2 separate regions of the Ovis aries genome follow, and region 2 is linked to region 1. Evidence: chromatin contacts called from public Hi-C data. All regions are on one chromosome and are shown on one strand. Each heading gives the region's core, a stretch centred on a gene start, on an enhancer-like site or on the middle of the called end of the contact. The rest is flanking DNA. Distances are from core to core; before and after follow the strand shown.

The links. A called contact is a pair of places that touch in the nucleus more often than the background predicts.
Region 2: a contact with region 1 is called in a Hi-C map of tail adipose tissue, with 3 times the contacts expected there. The contact joins the promoter of HIF1A here to the enhancer-like site in region 1. A contact is called at or near these places in 2 of 16 Hi-C or Micro-C datasets (muscle and tail adipose tissue).

The regions. Positions count from the first base shown.
Region 1 is chr7:71,648,007-71,654,881 of ARS-UI_Ramb_v3.0, forward strand. The region is part of intron 9 of PRKCH (protein kinase C eta); the gene reads left to right. Among named protein-coding and RNA genes, the nearest start is that of PRKCH, 150 kb to the left of the region's middle. Within about 2 kb of position 4,010, at least 26 of the 54 cell types and tissues checked have an H3K27ac peak or open chromatin away from gene starts, as enhancers often do. A contact at or near this core is called in tail adipose tissue, where this site is marked.
Region 2 is chr7:71,905,078-71,912,346 of ARS-UI_Ramb_v3.0, forward strand. It overlaps HIF1A (hypoxia inducible factor 1 subunit alpha), which reads left to right and starts at 5,936. Exons shown (of 13, transcript XM_027971915.3): 1 at 5,936-6,269. The coding sequence starts at 6,235.

The sequences.
Region 1 (6,875 bases), core at 2,760-5,259:
GTGGGTGGCACTGGTTGTCCACCTGGGCTTCAGGCTCAGCTCCTCCTTGTTTCATGAGCCAGGCAGGACTACATTCAGGGCCGCACCAAAGAGCCGATAGTTTTCTGACATTGGGTTGGATGATATTTAACTGGTGATAATCTTTGAGTCAGACAGCTGACTGACGTGGTCATGCAGTGGCCACTTTAAGTTATTCTAATGAACAACTAAAGTAGTGTCTCCTGCCCAACTCCAGGGGGCTTTTACCTACCCAAGGAAATCCCCATGATTCTATAGAAGCAGTCTGAGGTCTTACAAACAATTAGATGATGTTGTAGTAGAAAAGAAATTAACCTAAAACAGATTGGAAGGCCCATAAATATAGAATATACAATGCAGAATTTTCCAGGAAAATGTGAACTGTAAAATATCCCCAGATATCAGTGTCTGCATGTGATTTCCACAGTGTTCAGCTGATGTATGTGTGTATCATACGTGTTCAGTCGTGTGTGACTATTTGTGACCCTATAGACTGCAGCTGGTGTGTGTATGTGTGCGTGTGTGCATGAAGTCTCTCAGTCGTGTCCAACTCTGCGACCCCATGGACTGTAGCCTACCAGGCTCCTCCGTCCACGGGATCTTCCAGGCAAGAATACTGGAGCTGGTAGAAGACTTTATTAACGTTGGCCATCTATTTTTAGTGACAGTTTCATATATGGCCACAAGGTGGCAGTCGTTACCACAAGGTGATTTTTATTTCTGCACCAGAGAGGAGCTGACTTTGGGGGTTAAAATTTGTGTGTTGCAGTAGATGTCTCCAAAGCAAAGGATAAAGGTAATTTTCCCCTCCCCTAAGTCTAGATGATAAAGTGGTAGGAACAGCTTAAAAGAATCAAGTGCATTTTTCTTATGCTGAGATAAAGATATGCAGTTTTCATATTGCTATAGTTTAAGCCATCTCTCAGATTTGCAAGATATCAGACTCTACATATGCATGTCATTTGCTCTCTGCATCAGTTCATCTGTCAGAAGTCCTCAGTCACTATCCCTGTTTGCTATTGAAAAGCTAAGTATAAAGAACAGAAAATGCCAGTTACTGTGAGAAATTACAGCAGGTAAATGACTACTTTTCAGCAACCAGGTTTGGCAGGCCCTGACATCTAAAAGAAGATGCTGATCAGTGTGTCACACGAAACTGTAACAGTCGCCCCTGCAGAATTTAGAAGGGACCCGATGTGAGACGTGGGAGCCACTCTCCAGCATTTGCATGTCACTTCATTGTGAAGATGCTGGTAGAAGCAGCGCTTCTCTCACTGTCCAGGCCTGCAGAATGAGTGTCTCTGAGGCCCAGGAGAAAGGAAGCAACTTGCCAAGGCTCCCTTGAGCTGAGTGGTGGAAACAAGGTTCATCTCTGGGTCAGGCTGACTCTGGAGTCCGGCTCTGTCCACTTGGTATCTTGTACAACATAGAGGTTGTTGATTCAGCATCTGCTTAAGCCCCTCCTGTCTGCACTGGCTCCCCTCCAACCTGTTGATATGGCAGCAGCCTTGCCCTTGGAAAAGGAAGCTGAGTCCTTCCAACTCTGTTTCCCTCTGTCTGAATGGCTTGCAACTCCCTTAAAATTCCTTTGAGCCCTAGAGTTCTCGTGGTGGAGATGAAAGTGGGATTGCTGTGAGGACCAAAGGTGAGAATGCAGACACGCTCTTGCCACATGCATGACATGGTTCAAAAGTGAACCAACTGGGTATGGTGATGACTGCCTCCTTCCCCACACCAAAACATGTCCTGGGACTCCCAGGGGCCAGCACAGACCCTACATGACAGTGACAATAAGCACTCACAAAATAGGGATTTGGGAGCTCTTTTTGTTCTTGGTCAAAACAAAAAGATATGCAAATTTCAAATATTAGATAATTTATCAAGTTTGCTACATAGAATTATGGGCCCATGAATTATTGCCCCAGATTTCTTTTTTCATAATACATATTACTTGCAAGTACATCATTCCATTGGCATTCTCATAAATTTCTGAAAGCATTGTAAATTCTAATAGTTTGTGAATAATTCGTTAATCTGGATCATGGCTTACAGTCTGGATCAATGCTTATACTCTTGGATCTGTTGATTTTATTTCTGATAACCTAGCCAAAGAAAGCAACATAAAGAATAAGATGTTATGCATTAATATGGTTAATTTTCAGTACATAATTTATACTAGGAAGATACTGGAAACAACCTCAGTCTTCAGCAATGGGAATCTACTTAAAAAATGTACTACTTGATGAAGGTTTTTGGCCAGTAGAGATATGATTGAATATTAAGTAGTGTGTTACTTTCAGAAGCATCTAACATATATGATTTATTCCATACAGTTCTTACATCAGCCCTAGAAGATGGATACAATTATTATCTTTATTTTGCTGAGTGATAAAGTGAAGGAGGAGCTAAATTACTTGCCCAAAATGAAACAGAGTAAATGGTGGGACAAGAGATGGGAGGCCAGGGAATAGTACAGAATTTATGATAATTAGCAGTGTGAATCCATTTCAGGTTCGTCCTGGGAGAGCAACTTGGCAAACCTGTCCCCTCCTCAAAAAAAAAAAAAAAAAAAGCCAGAAAGGAAATGATGCCAGTAAACTATCAGGGACTGTCATGAAGGCAGTGGAATTATGGATGATCTTTTTCTTCTTTGTTCTGTTTGCCAGTTCCTGCAATGTGCTTCTGTTTCTTTGTCGATGGGGTGGGGGGAGTGAGGCCTCCTGAAGCCAGGAGGGCCCAGGTCCGGCTGCTAGCTGGGGTACACTGCCTTTCCCACCCTTTCAGGTTGAATTCGCTTCACACTCCTTTCATCTTAATCAGGGACTGTTGTGTCGGCAGCTGAGCCTGCTGGCATTTATGGCCTGGAATCCGGGTCTCCCCACCCCCAGCTCCTGGGGCTCTCCTTGGCGCTCCTGGAGCCTGGCTGAGAGCTGAGGGCTGAGACCAGGAGGAACAAAGAGGCAGCGGCAGCAGGAGGGGGAGCGGCAGAGTAAATGCTGGTCAGATGCTTGAGCCTTTGTTCAGAGACCCAGTTTGTTAGAGCAAAGGTTTCCATTTGGAAAACAGGACACGCTGTGCCCGGTGCCCAGGCCGCGTTGGAGCCATGAGCACGTTTGTGCGCTGGTGATCTGCTGCCCTGGGCGGAGGAGGCATTACACAGGACCTCCTTTTACAAGGACAGCAGCTGGGTGCTCTTACCTCCCTACTTATGGGGTGTCGTCAGGTGGCCCCTGCAGGGGTTGCTCACAGAGCAGTGCAGCTGGAGTTCCTGGCAGGGGCCATCGCTTTCTTTAAGGGGCCACACCTCAGTGTCCATCAGCAAAGCAGAAACCCTGCCTTTGAAGGGCAGGGTGGCTAGGAATCTTGTGACCCAAGTGCTGTCAGCTCACCTAACCGGTGCAAACTGACCTCAGTGCACGTAAGTCACACTTAAAATATGTCTGAAGATCATCCGGCAACAGGGGTGCAGGGGAACAACCCTGAGTTATTTTCTCTGTCATTATGTTAAATATTAGCAGAGGGGTGTACGTGTCAAAGAGAGACGCACACAGGAGAGATGGGCAGCAGGCTCATCCTGTTGCCCTGACGTGCATTTTTGGAATCTCGTCAGGAGGGGACTGCACTGCAGCCTTCCATAGGCGAGCTCTGGGTTCTCATCCTGGTCGGGCTAACAGCACCCTTGTCTTAAAGAAGGTCCCCTGCCTATTATCAGGCAGGAATAAAGGCAGGTTAAAAGAAAGACCATTTCTTCTTAACCTGTTTGAAACTGGGCTTCCTCCTTCCGTTGAGCAATGAGTGCCGTAAACGCAATGTGGTCTGCTTATGGGTCACTTGGTATAGTTTGCCTTTGGCTCAGATCAAAATAGAAAACCAGCCAGAACATGGTGTTTCCCAGTTGGGCATGTTCCTGACATTAATCATGTTCCCACTGGGGACAGAATGCACATGGGCTGTCTCTGGGCTCTGAATTTCTAGCGGGGGGCGGAGGGGGCTGATTTAGGACCTTTGCTTCTGTCCCCAGAGGCTTCCCAGCTTCCCGACTATCTGTGACTCAATAGGGTTATGAAAATGAATGAGAAATAGGAGAACCCGGAGTTCTTGCTGTTCCTTTGGCTGTCTCTGCTCGGGGAGGATGCCAGAACACTTGGTGGGACCAAAGGGCTTGAAAGGGTTGGCATGTGTTTCCTTTTGAGGTTATTCAGCTGCAACTGGCCTTGTCACTAGCTGTCACCCACGGTGATGACCTAGAGATGGCCTGGACCCCCCAGCTCCAGTGTGTGGAGGCGGTTCACAGATGGTGTGTCACTTCCTTTGACTTGGCCGAGACTTGCCAGGGTCAGACTCGGTCCCCTGTGTGTCTGATGACCAGCGAAGCTCTGTGGTAGGGAGCATTGGTTACGGTTTTCCCTAACCATGCCTGGGAACCTGCCAAACTATGGGTGCTCAGACCTCAGTGGGGCTCTGTTCTAAAGCTCCGGGCTAGAAGTGCCGGGAGTGGCTCCAGGCATGAGAACGTGAGGGGCTTTCTGCCAAATAGTTTAGTGACAAGTCAGCCAATCCAGAATCACACTGATGGAGGGCAAGGGAAAGAAACAGTGTTTGCAATGCTCAGTCTGGCCGGCAAGAGGAGAGTCATACACGTGGCATAGACAGTATAAGGACTGTATTTCCTCCCTGCTACAAAAGGGAAGGTAGCTGAAAAGGAGCTCTGGATTCCGGGGGAAATTTTTACCTCCGGGCCAGTCTTTCCTCAGAAGGGCAACCAGAATAGAAGACTAACAGTCCAACTAGCACCCTAGGGTGGCCTTCGGGTATTTCCCTGGGAAGCTGGGTTGGCCTTTGTCAGGACCAACTAGGACCTTGGGGCCAAGACCTAAGGCAACATCCGTGGGTGGCTGGAGCAAGCCCCTCCAGAATCATGCAGTCTAGAAACCCAACTGCACTGGGTGGAAACCATAGACTGTAATGTCCTCTAGTTTTGAAATACTTGCTTTTTCCATAATTACTTCATCACTGGTCAGAACACAGCTATGTCTATCTCTTCTCAGGCTCCAGGTCGAGGGCCTCTCAGGACAAAGTCAGCTCTGTCTGTCAGTATAAACTTTGCCAGCCTGAAATTTCAGAGACTTGTCCACCAGTTGGTGAAGATCGGGGGTGTTCGTTCATTCGGCAAATGTGCACAGAGTTCCTCCAGGGTGTAGGCCCGGCTCTGAGCCCTGAGGACACGGTGGTGGACAAAGCAGGAAGGAGCCCCTTCCCTCACGGAGCCGGTGTCCTCCTGGGGAATTCGGGACCTGAGTAGCAGGTCCAGAGCAGAGAGAGTCACCCCTCTGTGGTGGGCTGGTCATGGTCGAATTTCTGGGATTACTTTTAGGGCAGGCTCAGAGCAGCCATCTGCTTACAGGGGAGTCCAGGAGAAGTGTCTTGAAGCTGTATTTGCTTGTATATTCCCATCTGGTGCAGGGAATTGAAGACCTGATGGAGATTCCTGGGGGCAGGGAGGGCAACAGGCTTGGGGTCCAAAGCAGGAGGTGTCATGGCTAAGCAGCAGCTAAGCTTACTTGCCACGCTCACTATTGCTGTTGGTACAGAATTCCTTATGCTGCTGGGAAGACTGATCTCTTCCCTGAGAGCCCCACAGGAGGCTGCAGGGACAACATTCCCTGCCCCCACCCCATATCCATGCCTTCAGGACTGACTGCTCCTGTGCAGGGTTTCTTTTCCTGCCTTCTGAAGCCAGAGAGTACCTCGGCTCCTCTCACCAGAGACCCTCCATGCTGCAGCGGCAGAGGCTTTGGCAGGCCCTGTCTCCCCTTTAGGGCCACCCAGGGAGTTCCTGTTTCTGTGCAGCCATCCAGCTTTCAGTATATTTGCACAGCAAAAGAGCTTGCTGTATTTGGAGCTCACTCCTACTCACTTCTTTAGGATGGTCTGTGATGATGTCTTGCTTAGGTCTTTCGAAGGGAGTCTTGGAACTCTTCCCAGAAACTCAATTTCATCCTTATGGTATATGATATTTTCAACATTAAAATGATGTAATGTTTAATTCCCAACCAAAACAAGAGGATAGCCCTTCCAGCAAAATGCCTGCCCTCGTCCCTACATGCATTCCCAATCCTATACCCGTGGGAAGTGCCTTATCCTTGTCCTTCCTGTCACTCATTTCAGATCTCCTTGCAAAGTGGGAAGTAGCCTGTGCCCATGACTAGCCCAGACCTTCTGTGCTAGTGTGTGTCTACCAGTGGTGAAAGGTGGTTCAAAATGAGTTAGACACATCCAGCAAAGTAGGGAGCTGGACCTACAGACTGGTTCAGGTCACTCTTTTGGGAACCTGCGGAATTGAGATCCTGCTCGTAAACTCACCAGGGGCTTCCCTGGTGGCTCAGATGGTAAAGAATCTGCCTGTAATGCAGGAGACCTGGGTTCAGTCCCTGGGTCAGGAAGATCCCCTAGAGAAGGGAATGGCAACCCACTCCAGTATTCTTGCCTGGAGAATCCCATGTATAGAAGAGCCTGGCAGGCTTCAGTCCATGGCGTCACAAAGAGTGGGACACAACTGAGCAACTAACTTTCACTTTCATAAATTCAATTTGTCCCTCTTTACTTTGTCTTCAGGTCAGATCTATAGCAGGAAGTTCCCTCCACATTGCTCAGAATTTTATCTCCACAGCCTTGGCCTTTACCAACAGGTCAATATGTCAAGGAATTAAATGACTGATCCCCTGGGGAAGGGAATGACAATTGCAACCTACTCCAGTATTCTTGCCTGGGAAGTCCCATGGACAAAGGAGCCTGATGGCTACAGTCCATGGGGTCACAAAATCAGAAATGCCTGAATGACTAAGCAATAGCAATAT
Region 2 (7,269 bases), core at 4,686-7,185, 260 kb after region 1:
GGGAAGAATTGACATCTTTAATTATGGGTTATCCTACCCATGAACATGAAATCTCTATTTATTTAGCTCTTCTCTGATTTCTCTCATTAGAGTTTTATAGTTTTCCTCACATAATGAGTGATAGTCACTCAGCTGTGTCTGACTCTTTGTGACCCCATGGACTGTAGCTTGCCAGTCCAACCCTAGAGTGGGTTGCCATTTCCTTCTCCATTTCCTCACATAAGTTTTGTATATATTAAGTTAGATTTTTACCTAAGTATTTCTTTTGGAGGGGTCTGCTAATATAAACAGTCTCACGTTTCCCCGCCAACTTTACTGAGATATAATTGGCTTATAATACTTTGTAAGTTTAAGATGTACAATGTGATGATTTGATACATGAATCTTCTGCAAAATTCTGAGAACTCCAAGGTTGGTTAATACATCCTTTACCCCACCCAATTACCATTCTATTATAGTTGTTCTTGTTATGGTGAGGACCTTAAAACCCTACTCTCATAGCAACTTTCAAGTATACAATACAATACCATTAACTATAGTTCATAGTATTGTATATTTTTAATTCAAATTCTGATTGCTTATTTCTTTATTTAGGAAAGCAATTGATTTTTTAATATTAACCTTATATCCAAATCTTGCTATTATTGATTATTCATTCCAGAGTTTTTCTGTTTGTGTTGTTTCTTGTCATTTCTGTGAATTCTATTTATTTGCCTTATTCTTTCTTTTTTTTCTTCTACTCCTTTTCTGCCTTCTTTGGTTTTAAAAGGAAGCTTTCCTTATGATTCATTCTATATATTTTCTCTCCTGTCTTGGCATATCAATCACATCTAAAATAATTTAGTGGTAAAAAAAAATTCAGTGGTTGCTCTACAGTTTACAATATACTTTTATGACTAATCCAAGTCCAACATTATATTGCTTCACCAGCAGTGCAAATACCTTTTACTAGCATTTTCTCAATTCTTCCCTCCTATCCCTTTTAATATTCCTGTCATTCATTTCATTATCTATAAAACATAATCATCAAATATACTTTTATTATTATTTTTCTGAAGAAACTGCTGTTTACTAGATCAACTAAGAAAAAGAACATTTAAAAAATTATTTTACCTTGATTTATTCATTCCATAACATTTTTCTGGTTTTTATGCAGATTTGAGTTTCTAATTTATATGACTTTCCTTCTCTCTGAAAAGCTTCCTTTAACATTTTTCTTAAGGCAGATCTACCAGCAATAAATTTCCTCCATTTTATTTCTCCTTCACTTTTGAATGATAATTTCACTGGCAATAGAATTCTAGATTGGTGTTTTGTTTTTTCCTTTCAACAGTTTTAAATATTTCACCCACTCTCTTCTTGCTTGCTTGGCTCTAAAGAGAAATCCAATGTAATTCTCATCCTTCCTCCTCTAGAAGTAAAGTATTTCCACTGCCCCATGACTTCTTTCAAGATTTTCTGTCTTTGCCTTTCTGGTTTGAACAAACTTTTTGGTATTTATCCTATGTGGCATTCTCTAAATTTCCTGGACCTGTGGTTTGGTGTCTGTCATTAATTTTGGAAAACTTTCAGCCATTGTCTCTTTACATATTCTTTTTTTTCTTCTATATCTCTTCCCTTCCCAGGATCTCCATTACAGTTAGGTTACACCTTTTGTAATTGTCCCACAAATCTTAGATATTTTGTTCCATCTTTTTCATTGACTTGTTTTTTTGGCATATCTTCAAGTTCATTCATTCTTTTCTCAGCTATGTCCAGTCTACTGATGAACCCATCAGAAGCATTCTTTATTTCTGTTACATTGCTTTCAATTTCTAGTATTTATTTTTTATTATTCCTTAGAATTTCCATTTCTCTCCTTATTTTATTCATCTGTTCTTTCATATAGTCCTTTTCCCATTAGATCCAGGAGAATATTAATCATAGTTATATTAAATTCTTGGTCTGATAATTACAAAATCTTTGCCATATCTGAGTTTGTCTTTAATGTTTGGTTTATCTCTTCAATTATGCTTTTTGGTTGTTAGCAAGTCATAGTTTTGCTGTTGAAAACCCTACATGGAATATCAGGTAAAAGGAAGTTAGGTAGATAGGCCTTTACTATGAAATTTATAATTGTTTGGCTAGAGATAGGCTATGCTATTTTTTGCTGTAGCTGTGGTGTCTGAAGCTAAAATTTCCTCTAGTGTCCTTTTTTGTTTCTCTTGTTACTTTTGGATATCCCTAGTAACTCTTTAACTAGGGTCTGAGGCTTGCACTTCTCTTAGCTGTAATCCTCTGTTATTACCCAAGAGTCCTACTGATGTGGTGATATGGCAAGGTGTGGGAGAAGAGAAACATGCTATAGTCCTGTGATTAGGGATCAGCTGTTTTGTGAGACTGAGTTGAGCACTTTCCTTCTCTCAAACTGAAGGCTAAAAGGGGCTGGCATTGGGTGTTCCCTGTTCCCGAACACACATTAGGCTCTGGTAAAATAGTTTCCCTTGAGGATGGATCTTGTTAAGAAAAACAGAATGCTCTGAAAGTATTTCAAAAGGGTTATTTTTCCCTCTAGCCATGCAAAAAGCAAGATATTTTCCTCTGATCTTCACACTGATAATCTCTTAGGCTCTTGGAGTTGAAATTCAAGAAAGTTATGGGGCCCCTCAAAGGCTGAGCCTCCTTTGCAGTTTTTAACTCTCAAGCAGGTCCACTAGAGCCTCCAGCAGTTCCTCACTTGCAGTTTAAAATGCTCCTACTGATATTGGTTGACTCCAGCTGTGATGTTGACCTCAACTTCTGGCTTTTCTTCCTGGTAAACTGTGATCCTCTGGTAAGCTGTGACTCTCTATAACTGTCTGTCTGTCTCTCCCACTTTCAGGGCAGCAGTATGCCTTGTGGCCTCATTTCCCTGGTGGATCTAAGAAGAGTTGTTGGTTTTCAGTTTGTTAAGCTTTTTTTCTTACTGTGAGGATGGATGCTTCCAAGCTCCTTACATGTTGGACTAGAAACTGAAAATCCTTTGACATTCCTTTGTAAATTTATGCTTAAAATACCTATCATAATTGAAAAGTGCTAGTGTCAAAATCTCAGTGTATTCTTATTCTCCAAAAATTCAGACAAATATACATATTTATTTTCTGTTTTGATCCTTGAAAGAAAAGAAAAAGAGACTTTTTAAATGTCTGTTATCTGCTAAGCACTTCCTTCCAAATGATATGCTTTTTTGTTGTTCTTAGAATAGATAAAGATGGAGAAGAAGAGAACTAAGAATAATATTAAGAGAGAATCACTTACTGACCACTAGGTCTTGTTATATAGTTTGATGCATTCTTAATTACCTGAATTTGATGTGTTTCACTCTTTAAAAGGCTCAACACTCTATGTTACTTAGTACTAAAATTTCAGGTTTTATCCTGCCTCCTCCTGAGTCACTGTTTAACTTCCTACTATAAATATGGGTTAAGGGTCAATTGCATCATTTTCAAGTAATCTTTCAGCCTACTTAGAAAGTTCTGCAAAGTGACTTGGAATGAAATTTGAACACTTACAAAGATTAGAGAGTAAATATGATTGTTTGTTAAGGTTTAGTCACATTACAATCATCTAAATGCATTTGTTAGTGGATGTTTATAAAGAGGATAATTTAAAACTTTACCCCATAGGAAATTTTGCTTTTTAGAATTGTTAGTTAACAAAATTGATTAAATTAGGGCATATTATTTAGCTCCTTTTTGATTATGTGAAAACACAAGCTGAATATTACTGCTTTCCTAGTTCACATGTGTGGGTAAACACAAATATACATACACACACATAAAATACTGTATTTTATATATTTTTAAAAGGAGAAGTAAACTCTGAGCAAATGTAATGTCTATTCAAAAATATCTTTGCTGATTGGATTAGCATTCTGCTATAAACTTTAAAAAATGACTTAGATTTGATGTTACAAAAGGCTCACTTTTTTGTTGTTGTAATAAACACTATACCCTTCAGGTATGATCATTGGCCAGAGAGAATTTCTTACCAGTAAAATAAAAAAGAAAATGGTTGAAGATCTCTGCAATCATGCTCATATACAAGTGTGCGAACACTGTGAGCAGTTTCACAGTTGAAAGCAATAATATATGTGAATTTACGTTAACATAATAAGCAGTCTTGGATAGTTAAAACTTGCCAACCTTCGGTAGAAGCCTAAGTAATTACCACTAGCAGTGGCACAAATTTGGAGGTAATAATAATGATAAGAATAATGAAAACACAATCCTGACAATACTAATGGCTAACATTTATTGATGGTTTACTATGTGCCAGGTATTGTTCTAAGTACTTTACATGTACTGTCTCATTTAATCATGCCCTGATTCTGTGGTTTAGACATAAATGAGTAAACTGAGGCACAAGTTACATGACTTGTTAGTAAGTATCAGAGCTGGTACTTTAAGCTCACTCTTAACTCTGGAATCAGTAGCATTAACATCAATCTTTAATCCTATCTCTATGGATTTGCTGATGAGTTAAAAATAGGTGTTATATAAATTGATTTTTGTCTTATCAGAGTTTAATCTATATAGACCATTGTTACCTAGACCATTGTTTTTACATGACAATATAATTGAAATTTACTGATATCCACATTAATTTATAATCTGAAGCCAGATTGTAGCAATATAACTAACAAGGCAAAGGTGAGAAGTAAAATAATCTAGTGTCAAACTGGAGATATGTGTGCAATGCTCCTTTGTTGGACTCAAAACACATTTCTTTTTCATTTCAAAGACTGATAGGCTTGAAAAGTAGGCTTCAAAAGTCAAGTAGTGATTTAGTCTTATCCAGTAGCTTGCAAGGTCATGTTAGCAAACAGGCAATACTGCTGCCACTGAGTTAACTCTGCTCCAGGTCTCCTTAGGTCTTGGTTAAGGGTTTTCCTTCCTTCTTTCCTGTCTACACGGTGATCTCAATTCAAGGTGGTAAGTCTCAAACTAAGGGTCATCTTCCCTTTTTCTAAATCCATCTAAGATTATTTTCTACTCTTTGAAAAGCAACAAGTATATAACTGTCCACCTAAAGCCATTTTTCCTACTCCCCCCCCCCACTTTGAAATTCAGGTTTCTACTTTTACTAAAGTCACTTACACCTACTTGTATTGCTTAAAATAATTTCAGATTTTAAGAGTTCCTGCTGCCTTAACTACTTCCCTTGAGAGGCTTACAGCAAGAGGAAATTGTTTATTTTATATTCGCATTCGTATTTACTCAGGAATCAAACTTCATCACAGAGAAACTTAATAAAGAGATAAAGAGAGTACCCTAGTGTTACATGGCAAAGGGTGCGGTCGGTGACATGGCCTGGTTGGGTAACCTGGCAAGAAAGACCCCACTGTAACACATCTGAGTAGAAGGACCAGGATTTGCTGCCACGACGCAAAAAAGTCTGCTTTTTTGAACTGGGACTTGGCAGAGCGGGCGGCAACCCTGCACAGCACAGCTGCCGAAAAGGGAGCTGGAGACTTGCTGCACCGGCAGCAGGAAGTGTGATGCAGGCTTGAGACCCAAACACCGAAATCCCTTCTCAGCAGCGCCTCCCAAAGCCAGCCACTGCTTTCTCTAGGCGAAGGCGCAGAGTCCCCAGACCCAGTCTGGCCGCACCCCATCTCCTTTCTCTTGCCTCCGCAGCGGCACACAGACGAGCACGTGAGCGCGGCAGCGCGTCCCAGCTGTGCCTCAGCTGACCGCCTCCTGATTGGCTGAGACAGACGTGGGCTGGGGTGGGGACTGGCCGCCTGCGTCCCTCGCCATTGGCTCTCAAGGAACCCGCCTCCCCCTCAGGTGAGGCGGGCTTGCGTGAGCGCGCGCCGGGCTCCGCGGGCGCGCGGTCCCCCTACACTCCCTCCGCGCGCGCCCCCGCGCGCGCCTCCGCCCTTGCCCGCCCCCTGCCGCTGCCTCAGCTCCTCAGTGCACAGAACCGCCTCGTCTGAGGGGACGCGAGGATCGCCCTCGCTGCCGCTTTGGCCAGTGCGTCGGCCCGGGCCCTGACAAGCTGCCCCAGGGGAGGCTCTTCCGAGCCAGAGTTGGACCTCTGCGATTGCCGTCTGCTCTCCCTCCTCTGATCTCACGAGGGGTTTCCCGCCTCGCACCCCCCACCTCTGGACGTGCCTTTTCTCCCCTCCCCGCGTGTGGAGGGAGCCAGCGCTTAGGCCGGAGCGAGCCTGGGGGCCGCGGGCCGTGAAGGCATCGCGGGCACCGATTCACCATGGAGGGCGCCGGGGGCGCGAACGACAAGAAAAAGTAAGCCCACTCCCCTCCGCCGGCCGCCTTCTCCCCCCGGCGCCCCCGCCCGCCGCCGGGGGCTCGCGGGCCGGCCTCCGCGTTCCGGGGGGCCGCCTTTTTGTTTCTGCCTCTCCCCCCTCCTCTCTTTCTCCCCCAGCCTCGCCGGCCGGGCTCCCCACTGTCCACGTCGCCATCTTGTAGTGGGGGGTGGGAGACGCGTCTAAAGTGCTTTCAGGGGCCGGGGGCCGGGGGCTGGGCCCTGCTCGCCTCCTTTCCCGGCAGCCCGGGCCTCGCATCGCCCTCCCTACCCGCCTCAAACCCCCAGCCTGCCGCGTGCCCTGCTCCGGGTGGACTTCCCCCAGCCTGAAAACCCCGGGAAGAGAAATGAGCCGCAGCTTGGTCGCCGCCACTTGCACCCGAGCTTCCGCTCCTTCCCGCCCCCATCCTCTCCTGTTCCATTGAAAACTCGGCCCCGGGGCGGCCCTTGCACGCGGGTCCTGGCTTCGGTATGGGTTCGGGGCCCTGGGTTTCCGACCTAGGAGCTCGCGTGGTTGGTTGGGTGAGATCTTGCTCTGCGGTTGTCCGGCCAGGCGGGTGTCTTTGCCTTTGTGCATTAGGGATTTGCCACGATGGCCTGGGATGCTAACTTTTTCGTTTGCACGTGCAGGTTTGGTTTGGTTTTGTTTTAATCGCGTTGAAAAACTTGTCTAGAGCAAGACTCGGAGTAACGGGAATTTAGAGAAATAGTAACATTTTAATGAGAACGTCGGAATTGGATACCTGTGTTTCTATCACCTGTCATGAGAGCCCAGATGTTATAAGTGAATTATATGCGTCATTCATTCTTGAAAATATCTTAGTGAAAACGTAGCGGGTGGCTAAATTCAGGCAAACACTTTTAATGAGGTTGGGGGGGCGTATATGGGTATGTGATCAGAGCAAACGAAATGCAGCACTAAAATGTTACGAAGTTTTTAGATTGACCCGACTGATTTTTCTGAAATTGAGGTATATTAAA